2 separate regions of the Anser cygnoides genome follow, and region 2 is linked to region 1. Evidence: chromatin contacts called from public Hi-C data. All regions are on one chromosome and are shown on one strand. The core of a region is the stretch at or near the end of the contact, and the rest is flanking DNA. Distances in the headings are between cores, read along the strand shown. Region 1 holds the start of PRKAR1A (protein kinase cAMP-dependent type I regulatory subunit alpha). Region 2 has its middle 28 kb from the start of FAM20A.

The links. A called contact is a pair of places that touch in the nucleus more often than the background predicts.
Region 2: a Hi-C map of liver shows a contact between it and region 1, with 2.0 times the contacts expected there. The contact joins the enhancer-like site here to the promoter of PRKAR1A in region 1. A contact is called at or near these places in 3 of 7 Hi-C or Micro-C datasets (fetal liver and liver).

What each region holds. Positions count from the first base shown.
Region 1 is chr19:10,288,208-10,294,370 of Taihu_goose_T2T_genome, reverse strand. It overlaps PRKAR1A (protein kinase cAMP-dependent type I regulatory subunit alpha), which reads right to left and starts at 4,016. Exons shown (of 12, transcript XM_048064507.2): 1 at 3,877-4,016; 2 at 3,297-3,364; 3 at 1,730-1,908. The coding sequence starts at 1,906.
Region 2 is chr19:10,347,156-10,353,251 of Taihu_goose_T2T_genome, reverse strand. No RefSeq gene overlaps it. Among named protein-coding and RNA genes, the nearest start is that of FAM20A, 28 kb to the right of the region's middle. Within about 2 kb of position 4,586, at least 1 of the 3 cell types and tissues checked has open chromatin away from gene starts, as enhancers often do. A contact at or near this core is called in liver, where this site is marked.

The sequences.
Region 1 (6,163 bases), core at 2,767-5,266:
GGGGAAATTACGTCAAGAAAACTGTAGCAATTTTTAAATTCAGAAGAAAAAGACTCCGGTTTCACCATACTACAGCTGTACTAGTTGGCACGTACAACCCATGCCAACACTACTCATAATAGAAGACCGAACAAAATTGTAAGAGTAATTTGAGGGGAATAAACATTACCTAACCAGTTTTACTTTCAGCTTCCTTGTAGGCTGACAGAGTACACAGACAGGCTATTTGCACCAGAACAAAAACGTCAAGAGTTATTCAACTCCAAAATACACGTGACTACCAGGACGACAAGCCTAGCCCTGAACGTAAAGGCAAATTAAGTTCCCTTTAAAACTAAATATTGTATGTCGAACATCAGTCTGCTATAGAAAAGAACCTAAATATTCCTCTTTTTATATCCCTACACATGGATTGGTTTACAGCTTATTCTAAGTGCAGTCAGTCAGTTTACTGTGATATTTTTTAAAGTGAGAATTTTTTATATTACCTTAAACATTGATACAAAAAGCTTTAGAATCTATCCATGCTCAAACCCAAGAATATACGGTGGAATATACGGTAACAGGTGGGGACAAAGGATTTTTAGGAACCTGATTGCTACCGGGATTTTGAAAGAGAATGTACACAAGATGTTACCACAAAAGAAAAAGTCAGACATATTACAGAGTTCTTGTCCATTTAACAAGCAAAAATGTTCCTCAAACACACTGCGAGCTACAGGAGGTGAGTCTGCAGGATTTAGTCATTTTCTACTATCTGCCACGAACACTTCCATTAGAAGACTCCTTCCACTACACATACTTATGATCTCTAGCGCTAATCTTCCTTCTTTACTTCAGCAATTAGTAATTACTACCTAGAATAAAAAAATAAGACAAAGATACAGCTCCCGCATAAGACAAGTAGGTAGAGCAGCACCTGCAAATGACTGCTGCATAAGGTCACAGCTACATTATTTACTGATGCCATATCCTGAACACACTGGTTATGGCCAGCCTTTCCTCTGCAGGAGCCCTTAAAAACCTCACATTTTCATAGCAGCTTTTTCTCCTATCTGCTAGATAACGATATATACAATGAACGTTGTTTCAGATAGGAGCACCGAACGGACAGAACGCTTTCCGTTCCCAAGATCACAGAATGCTTCCAACAACAAAAACACCAAAGAGACCTCGAGGAAAAACAAGAGGACCAACAAAGCTGTGACAGTACCACTGAACTCCCAGCAGAAGGCAGAAACAGGCTTGCTCTCCTACAAATTTGGAAACCAAATACTTCCATTTGATTTCAGCTAGGCTTGGGTAACTACAACTGGCCTACTACTTCTGTGCTGTACCTGAATCAATGTAAACAATTTGTCTTGATGTAAGAAACCAGTGATTGTTGCCAGCCTCGACAGGGGTCACACCCCACAGATATCTGACCACAGACAGGACCTCACATCCTATAGCTTGTCAGTAAATACTAGATTGGGGTTACATCTGCATCCAAAGTAGGTAAGTCTCCTTGTCAGTTTATTTCTTGCCCTAAGTCCTTTTTTATGACAGAGGTGCTTTTACACCATGATCAGCTAACAAAAAACACTTCAGAAAATTGGTTCTCCAAAAGCATCAATTCAAGTTCCAAAGAGCCAACAGGAACACACGCCAAATCTGAGCCTCAGTCACTACATCACACTGAGATGGCGTAAGTTTAGGTTGTTCCTTCTCTCACCGCACTTATTTTTACCTTCTCCAATCTTTCAAAGTATTCCCTGAGGAATCCCATGGGCCGTTCAGGTCTCACGGTGCATAACTGCACAATGCAATCCTTTAGGAGTTGCTGGATGTTGTGTTTTTGGACGTAAAGTTCACATTCCCGAAGGCTACGCTCCTCTTCACTGCTGCTGCTGCTAGAAGCTGCCATTGCTGAAAGTAAGAGAAAGAGAAGGTTAAATAATTAGTGGAAGCAAGGATGCTGCTGCCCAATAGTCAGGCATGTTGTGCTGCCTGAAAGAAAATGATGCTGCATTATCATCTTCCTGATATCAGAGTATAAAGCCACCTTTATCTGTATGACAAAGTTAAACTGTGAGAGAAAAAGTTATGAACTTATTTAGCACCTGGGAAGAAATAAAAATAATCTGGATGCTCTGTAGACACAGGCAGAAAAGGAAGAACATCTGCTTGAGCTGGAAAAGCTTCAACAACCCAAGCCCTCTGAGCACTTAGTCAGGAAAGGTTTCCATCTTAACTTTCTGCTGATTAAATCTAAGATTTTGCAGGATTGGAGGCTCACTTAGAGGCAGCGTTGCGTGGCCTGTGTGGGGTGGTTTAACCCAGCAGCCAGCTAAGCACCACAGAGCCCTTCACTCACTCTCCACCCCTCCACTGGGACAGGGGAGAGAACCAAAGAGAAAATAAGAACAAATAAAACAAGTGATGCACAAGGCAACTGCTCACCAGCAGCCGACCGGTGCCCAGCCTGTCCCCGAGCAGCAGCCCCCGGCCAACTGCCCCCGTTTTATCCCTGAGCATGACGCCACGAGGCCCGGGACATCCGGACAGTCTGGGCCAGCTGTCCTGGCTGCGTCCCCTCCCAGCTCATCCTGCAACCCCCGGCCTCCTGGCTGGCAGGGCAGCACAGGAAGCTGAAACACCCTTGGCTTCGTAGAAGCACTGCCCAGCTAAAGCGGCCGCATGTTATCACCATCACTTTCCTCCTAATTCCAAAACACAGCACCGTAGCTGCTACTATGAAGATTAACTCTGTCCCAGCTGAAAGCAGGACACGGGGTCAAGGGGATTACGCTCAGGAGATAGGTGGGTGGAAGCTGGGAATCTGAGAGGCAAGCATTAGAGGCATTAGGAAGTGAAACGTGGAACACGGTAAGGTCAAATCAGAGCAAGTTCACCAAGCACCAAGGCAGTTCGTTAATGAAAGTTATGGAATTAGAAGTGTTCCTCCTAAAAAGCTGCTCTCCGGGTTGAATTGCTCCACACTTCATAAACATTTCACTGCAAACCCCAAAACGTTTCTTCAGCTGTAAGTTATCAGGAGCACACCTTTAGACCTACCCATTATGATACCAGGTTTTCAGGTGACTTTAAAATTACGGTGTCAGCTGTAGCACTTTCATGAAAGCGTTCTTAAACAGCATAGCTTTTTTTCCTTTCCAGTTACAATTTTTAATATATTCGTATGTACGTACATTTATAAAATACATTCACCTCAGGCCGTTTTTTCATAAAGCACTAGATGAAGAATTAGGAAGCCATTTCTCAGGGCATTTTTGATGAAAGATAAAGACAGTTACCTGCTACGGGGACAGCTGCAGCGGCTCAGGAACACACGACACGAACACGTTGATCCCAGGATCTGCTTCTGAAAGGGAAAAAATGGAGTCAGGAGAGAGCCTTCGGGGAGCTGACAGGCCCCTGAAGCAGCTAAGGAGGGCCCCGCACAGCTCCAGCGCCTGTGAAGGGCGAAGGGCGGCGCTAATTAACGCGGGTCAGCCCTAATTACCGGGGGTCGGCGCTAATTAGCGACGATCCGCGCCAATTCACGAGGGCCGGCCCTGCTTAACGAAGCCGCGCGCGCGCTACTTAACGAAGCTCGGCGCTAATTAAGGCACCTCCGCGCCAGCGAAGGCATTAAGATAACGATAAATAGATGAATAAATATGTAAATAACGACCCCGGGCCCTCACCCCGCCCCCCCCCAGCGCCCGCCCCCCCCCAGCGCCCGCGGCCCCGCAGCGCAGGGGCTCCCCCCCGCTCCGCTGCCGGCCCGGGGCCGCTCCCGGCGGCAGGGCCGGGCCCCGAGGCCTCGCACCGGCCTCGTAATGCCCTCACGGCTCCCGCCGAGCCCTCCCCGGGCCGGGCCCCGGCGCCCACCTGCGCGGGGCGGCTCCGCCGGGCCCTCAGCGCCCCCCGGCCCCGGCCCCGGCCCGGCCTCGGCCTCAGCGACGGCTCCCAACGGAAACGGAGCGCGCCGGCCAACCGCCGCCCGCCGTGACGTCAATGCGCCTCGCTCTTCGCCCTGAGCGCGGTCGCCATGGTAACCTTAAAGGGGCCGGGCTAACAGCGAGGTTTGCGTACGGGAAGGTTCGCGGAGGGGGTGAGTGCCCCTTTAAGGGAAGCCCCGGGATGGGCTGCTGAGGGGAGCGGGCGCCGCCTGGTGGGGCCCGCGGGGTGCTGAGGGAGGGCTGCGGGCAGAGCCGGCCGCCATTACCTCGCAGGGGGGGGTTGTGTGACAGAAAAATTTGTTTTCTGGTATTTCGTGCGTGTTTTGAGGCTAGGAGACGCTTGTGACAGACCACAAGCAGCCGCCGAGTTCACGCTCCTTCACTCTTTGAAGGCTTCTGTGGGTTAGGGGTTAATCAGAAGCCATGGTGCAGGAGTTTCTGACACTAAGCCAAAAGCATGAGGTTTTACAAAAAAAATCAAGCCCATCTCAATGTGAATTGTAAGGAATCCTTAATATCGGTCACACAGAGTACAGTACATTATAAATAGATAACAAACTACATTCTCAGCTGATAACACTTTGTAACAAAACCAACAGATTTTTCTGAACACTGAAAAAAGTTCCGTGCAGTCTCCCCTACACACTTCTTTATTTTTTTTTTCCTTTTTATCTTCACTTTTTGCAGGCCGCCTGTCACTGTCACATCTCACTCCTCCCTGTTTGGACGAGTCCTGGTGTTTTGGAAGGGATCCCATCCGGAACAAGGCTCAGCCCCATGCGTAAGACCTGTTCCGCAACATTCTCTTTATGGAGAAAAACAAGCGTACTGTTGTGCAGCATGCTCCTGATGCAATCCTTCCCTCAGCTCTGGAGCCAGAGTTCAGATGGCGATGGGGTAGTTTAATAAAGGGAACAGAGCTGGCTTTCAAAAGCAGCCTTTGTGATGCCAACCTGAGGTTCCTCGTGTTAACCATGTACAATTCCTTCACTGTGAGTCAGCAGTGACTTATCTTTGAAAGCTAAATCCTGCTTCTCATAAGCATATGTTTGTACATATTCATGCGTTAATTCTTGCGCTGTTAAAGAGGTAAGAGAAAATAAAAGAAAACAAAACCCCATTTCATTTGGTCTGGTCTGAATTACAGTCAAACTCCGGCCTTAACTGTCTAATTAAATAATAAACATTCCTGAGTAAATAACTTGCATTACCATCAGCACTGTTCCCACAACTTTCATTTCAAACAATTTCATGCGTTAGAGTTTCTCATGAAGCAATCTGTTGCCCGAGGCTGTGGCTGCTGAAGCATGGAGGAGAGCTGCCCGGCCTGCCAGCAGAACATACCCCCGCAAGCCTAAGAGAGAGCGGGGCCAGCGAGCCACCATGAGGAGGGGTAAGGTGGGGACTGTGCTTTCACAGAACCATACTAGCTCCTCCTGGTTACATTTATTAAGAACTCCATAGAATCATTTTTCTGCTTCAGCTTCATCTAACCTGTAACAGAAGCTGTCCTCAAGCACCACTTTATAATGTCCTTTTCAGAAAGGTATACAAGTCAGTCCTTGCTCCAACCCCAATGGCAAGCATCATGGGTTAAGCATGGCAGTGATTTCAGTGATGGTAACCATCACACGCTCTTAGTGGTGAGCCGTTCATTTTCCTACACTGGTAAATACCAGCGGAGTCTGAGAATGGGCAAGGAGAGATGACTCCCCAGGCCCAGGCAGGGGCTGTGAATCATCGTGTGCCGCAGCGTGGACTTGCGGAGAGCTGCAGACAGGCCTTCCTGGATTTTAGCAGCCTGATTGCTGTCATTTTTAAACCAAGAAACACTGCCTGAAGTATAATATTTCTAGGCTGATTCTGGAATAAACTGGCAAAGGCAAGTATCACAGGTCAAATTCATCCTTGGTCAGCACCCACAGGAGTCAGTAGTTATGTCAAGCCTAGAACTGGTTTCAAACAACAGTTGCTATTTCTTCGTGATCCAGGAGTTAAAAGGACAGACACTGTGGATGTGTGGGAATCCATGGCCCAGAATGTCCAAAGGTATTTAAGTCCCTGTAAGTTAAGAGGAGTTGGTTACCTGGAGCGGTATGTCCACTCATTTTTATACAGTATTGTGTGTTAGGTTTATGTCGTTAGCCACTTCTGCTTCAGCTTCACAAGGAGGGATTCAACAGCACTATTTTCATTATTAAAACCAGCAGCCCTCT
Region 2 (6,096 bases), core at 3,337-5,836, 58 kb before region 1:
TACACGCAGACCTCACTCCTTTAACCAGGAAATCTCTTTTCCATCACAGCCAGGAGACAGGGTCCGTTTGGAGGCCTTTGAATGATGCAAACAGTAACAAAATCCCAGCGAACTGCCCCAAGTCCTGGCCCAGAGCGTCCCCGGGGGATGGCGAGGGGAAGCCGGGCGCACGGGGAGCCAGGGAAGCAGAGGGAAGGACCGAGGCGTGACATCTCCCTGGGGCAACTGCACTGCTGAGGCTGGACTGGGCTTTTCCTTTCCTTGGAGCATCTCCAGCCGGGGCTGTTCCTTCCAAAAGCACTTGCACAGTTGGGTGTTTTTTTTTAAGTAACGGCCCCCAACCTGCCTGGTAGCACGGGGCTGGCGGGTTGCTCTGGGTGCTCTTTGGTGCTTCCAGGGGAAGGCCAAGCAGCTGGGGCTGGCTCCATCCTCTCCTGCACAAGGAGAAGGGCAGAGACCCACAGAGACCCCACAGGGAGCTGGTCGGGGCTGGGGCTTCATGTGGGCCCCCAGGGAAGGGGGACGGGGCCGGTGCCATCGCCAGCACCACGTCGAGATTTCCGGGAGCTGGGCCGCGGCCAGCGCTTGGAGAAAAGGGGTCTGTCCCCAGCACAAAGCCGGGCTCAACTGGCAGCGGGGAACGAACAAAAGTGCTCGAAAAGTTCATGAGCACTTAGCATTTTCATCAGGAAAAAAAAAAAGGACAAGAGCGCGATTTCCTAGAAGCGAGCGGGCTTCTTGAACGTTCCCTTCAGAGGTCACCCCCGCCTCGCTCCCTCCCCTGCCCTGAGCTGAGGGGCTTGGGGACAAACCTCAAACCTCGCCCTGCCGCTGCCACCCCCGAGTGACATCCAGGAGCGGCCCACGTCTTCGGGTTAGGTGAGAAACGTGGTGCTGGCCGGTAATTTTCAAATTTCAAGGAACTTCAGGAGAAACAGCAATGAAAGCTTCACAATATCAGTGAGCCAAACTTCTGCGGAGGAGGGTAAAGGCTGAGAGATGCTGCGCAAAGGGCTGGTGTCCTGCAGGACGTCTCCAGACCTCATGGCTCGGCTGAGCATCGAACATCCTGTTTCCAGAGCATCCCTGGTAAAACGAAGTATAAAGAAAACAGAATGTGGATAAAATAAAACTAAATATAGATGAAATAAAGCAAAGAAAGACTGAAATGAAATGAAATAAATGAAATGAAATGAAATGAAATGAAATGAAATGAAATGAAATGAAATGAAATGAAATGAAATAATGAAATGAAATAAAATGAAATGAAATAATGAAATGAAATAAAATGAAAATGAAATGAAATGAAATAAAATGAAATGAAATGAAATAAAATAAAATAAATAAAATAAAATAAAATAAAATAATAAAATAAAATAAAATAAAATAAAATAAAATGAATAATAAAATTAAATTAAATTAAATTAAATTAAATTAAATTAAAAGCCCCTGAAGCCCCCAGGAGGCTTTGTCCCAGTGAGCACAGCCCCCTCCCGTGCAGCACAGCTGCCCGCAGCTGGCCGCCCCGCGCAGGGCCAGATGTTCCTGCAGCACGAGGAATGAGGCAAGGCAGATGCTGGCAGCCCCCACATCGCAGAGGCCAAGCCGCTTTTTCCATTCACCGGAGACAAAAGAGGAAACGGGGCTTGGATGGCTGCCCCCTGAACGGGCTGCAGCGGGTCCTCGGCTCAGCCGGCCTGGGGTGCACTCCCCAGCGAGTGCCAGGATGTCCAAACCAGCACCGCTGAGAGCATTTCATTTTTAAGGCATGAATTAGCGTGCACGTGAAAGCCGAGAAGGCCAGTCCTTCCCTTGCCTTGGTGCTCCTTAACTCCCCGCAGCATCCCTGCGCCCTTCCGAGGCTTCAGGCTGAAGCTGCTCTGCAGCCCTGCAGCACCAGATGGATAAAACATCAGGCAGAAGGCTATGTGTGGCTGCGACAGCAGCCAAGCCCAACAAAATATTTACTTCAAAGCAGGCAGAGGGATAGCTTGTCCAGCTGGAAAACGCAGGAAACGTTTTTTTTAAAAAAAAAAGAGCGGAGAGGGAGAGGATTGTGTAAGGCATGATGTTTTAATTAAATCGTGCTTTAATGATAACAGGAGTTCACGAACTTGTGTTCCAGGCAGAATGGAAGTGTCTGTCTGCCCGTGTGCCTCTCCGTGTCCTGACACAGAAATGGGGCAGTGGTCTGTGGATGGGCGAGGAGGGGATGGGGCTGGGCAGGAGCTGAGCACCTGGGGGTCTGCGGTCACGGGGACTGGATACGTCCCTCCCGCAGGCCCTTCTGCTTTTCCAAATTAATTTTGGCTATTTGAAATTATCAGAAGTCATCTAGACCTGCAAGTATTTTGTCTGTGGGCAAGCCCGGGATCGGGTGAGGACTGTCAGATGGATTTCAGTGGGAGCTGGAGGCACAGACGCCAAAGGCAAAGACTTCCCATGGGCTAGGGGCATGCAGGAATAGCTCCTTCCTCTCGGTTCTTCACCCAGGAAGGGAGGATGGTGCCATAAGGATGGAGTTATAAGGGTCTTTTTTAAGTTTCTTCAGCTATTTAAGTAAGTCCTGTGTCCACAGATGGGCTGAGAGGCAAGGTCTGCACTGGGCTGTTGGAAATTGCCCCTATGTTACCAGTCCCAACATCCATTTATTTAAATGGTTATTTATTTAAATCTATTTTTTAACCTCAAAGCAAGGGCTGTGGGACATGAGGAGGACTCGAGGCAGAGCTCTGCTGGGTTTGACCTCACCTGAGGCGGCTGAGGACATCCACTTGCTGGCGCTGGCTGCTGGCAGGGGCCACAGCTCCTTCCACCCACGCGCCTCGCTTTTCTTTGGCCTCATTGTGAGAAATTCATTTCATGTTCTAAATGCAAATCCTCTGAAGGGCTTTCAGGATGCTAAGTAGGAATTCAGAAAGAAGAACACAAAGAAGCAAGAATTTTTTTTCTAATTTTTTTTTTATGCTTTAATCTGAAAAATAACTGGCCTTGAAACCACCGCATTCTTCTCCTCTCAGGGTAGGACAGAAGACTCTCGGCAGCATTCTGCAGCACAGCCATGCTACCCCTAGCTGAGGAACCCATCTCACCCCTCTGCATCTCACACCAGGATTTGTATTTGCTGGTCATAAGAGACCGAAAAGCAAGAAATGGGCTCCCACGAGTGAATGGTTGCACCCAGCAGGGCGGCCTGCAGCTTCTTCCCGAAGGAAGAAGCTCCTCAAATTCCTCCCTAAATTGAACCTGAAAGTAAATTAATTGTAGGTGTGGAGCCGGGAGCTGGACTCAATGATCCTTGTGCCCCCCCCCCCCCCTCTTCTTGGGATGTTCCATGGTTTTATGACTCTGTGATCCTCCGAGGCCACAATCTGACATCTGGCACCCACAGCACAGCCGCACGCTGTGCTGGGGTGTTCCTGGAAGATTTTGGAAGACGAGCTGGAGCAGTTACAGGGCACACAGCTGGGGACCCCGAGTGGGAAGGACAGGGGACAACGGCTCCGCGTCACCCCCTTGTGCCATCCATGAGGGTGTCCTGCTCTGACCCCTCCGGTCTGAGGCTGGAGGGCAGGACATGAAGTTACCTGCAGCCCCAAGGGTGCTGAGAAAGCTAGACATTTAGCTGGCACTAAAAAGGTGCCTGGCCAAAATAATTCAAGGCAAAGGCACCCAGGGGAGCTGCTAAAGCTCCTCTGGCCAGGGCACCCCTGAGCCTAGGTGCCGGGGAGCAGCCGGTGCCTGCCCTGTCCTTGCGCTCCTGCCCTCAGAGGACCCAACGAGGGGCAGAGGGATGTCCCTGGTCTCTTGGGACCCCTTTAAGCTGCTGTCGACGGAGTGTTTCATTACTTTTTAACGTGAAAACACAAGAAGGGAAAATCAGGAAAGGATGAATTTCTGGGAAGAAATCGCCCTTTTTTGGTTACAAACTGGGCTTGGGCTAAGCGGCACAGTATACGGTGTGCCAATGCTATCAATGCCTTCCAAAATCATCCATCCGAGTGAAACATGGTCAATAATTTACTAGAAATGCAATGTTTGCAGCAGAAGCTCTGCAGCCAGTGTTTGGCTGAAAACAAATCTTTCTTCTGGTCTCCAAATGACTGAGCTCCTGATCGTACCTCCGCTGTTCTGCCTTTCCTGGAAAGGGAACGGTGCCAATGGTCAGACAAAAACAGTGCCTTGCCATTCCCAGCTGCATCTCCTCAGCTGCAGGTGCCTAAAAAGTGCTCCCATAAGCGAAGACGAGCACAGCATAGGGAAAAGATGTTTGGTCCGGCCTGGGAGTGAGCGGACGCAGAGGTGGGAGGCTCCGAGGCCAGGCGCTGTCCTCGCTCAGCCCCGACACCCCTGGTCCTGCACCGTGTGGTTTATTAACGGGGGCTGGTAAAAGCCGAAGGGGCACAATGCCAGGTGGGCTGTGGGAGCAGGGAACGAGGGCAGCAGATGAGAGGAGCAGGAGCAGGGGTCAGCAGAGGCTCTGCTCACGGGGGAAAGGCTGCTGGGACCCCCGGCAGTGGATGTCCGGACAGCTGCGTGCTTGCAGCGGGGCGAAATGCGCTCAGTTTTTCACTTCCCTCAAAACAAAATAGGTTTTGTTCTTTTTTTTTTTTTTTTTTTCCATGTAGAAGAATTTTGCACAATGGGCTTCCGAGAAACGAGATGCGGGCCTTTCCTTTCCTTTCCTGGAACTGCCCCCGTGAATCCCTCGGCTGCGCCCCGGGGGTGCCGCGGCCCCGGGCCGCCCCCAGCACCTCCGTTCGCGCTGTGCCACCTCCCGGGGACGCGGCGGCGGTGCAGGGCTGCGGAGCCGTCCCGAGCCCCTTCGGAGCTCATCCCCGCCGCCCCGGCCCCGCTCCCAGCCCGCCCCGTGTCCCCTGGAGCCCCGAGCCCCCGTGGCCGAGCCCACGGGCAGGGGCGAGGCGCTCCAGCGGCGGCGGGGGGACGGAGCCTGGGGAGCGGCGCTGGGTTACACGCGCGCCGTGCGCACGGCAAGAGAGATGATTTGGGGTAAGGTCTGGGACTTGGGGCGGGAAAAAGGGGCTGTTCTGCCATCTTCTGGCAAGAAATGTCCCTCCGTGTGCGTGCGGCGCCGCTGAACGCGGAGTGCCGGCGGCTGCTCGCCCGCCCAGGTGTGCAGGCTGCATGCTGCGGACCCGTCTGCTTGGGCACGCAGGGTGAGTGGATCCCCTAGGGGCGGCTCTCCCTGTCCTCACCGTCAGGATGTGCTCCGGTGGCCTGCTGCAGCGTGCTGCCCCAGGGAACCTCCCCAGCCTGCTCGCTTTGGGATCGCTTTGTCACCCAGACCCTAACGGAGTGTGCCACCCGCCACAGGGCAGCTGTGTTAGGGAGGCAGCACTAATGAGAAATGAGGGCAATGAAGGACCGATTCATGCACTGTCTGAGAGAGATTTAGGAGTGGCACACAACCACCTCCTACCCTGATTTCCCAGCCAGGAGCATCTCCCAGGATGCCAGCGATACCCTCGCCTTGTGGGTGCGAGCATCAGCACGGGGGGAGCGCTCAGCTCCACAGGCTGCAGGGGCAGGAGGAGAGGTGAAAAGGGTTGCAAGGACTGGGCTGCGTCTGAGGACAACCCGGCGGTAACGCTGCATCCCTTAGCTGAAGCGCTGGAGGTGGCACCGCTGCCTCTCCTAGGAGCGAGCAGTCCGGGCTGCGCTGCTCTGCGCTGCGCTGCTCTGCTCCCCACCAGTGCCTTTTGGTGGATGCGAGGCCCTGCGGGTGGGAAGGGGGAGCTCCAAGTGCTGGACCAGAGAAGCTGTGGACATGGCTGGTGCCCCCAGAGCTTCAGCAGCCACCGCCAGCAGGGATGTTCACTTCTTCCGCACGGCAAACCTCCCCCAGGGGTTTTGTTTGCTCAGTACGTGCCCAGACCTCGCCAGCAGTGCCAGCCCTGATGGGGAGGGGGGGGTGCAGATGGAGCCTGAGACCCCCCCCTGCCAGCAGAGGGAATGAGGAGGGCTCTCCTGCCTCCCCTTTGAGCCCTGCCAGCTGCTGCGATGCCAGGGGCCATGGTGGTCCTGAGGGTCCAATATTTGCAGCCAGAGGGACACACCTAGGGGACAAAGGTGCTT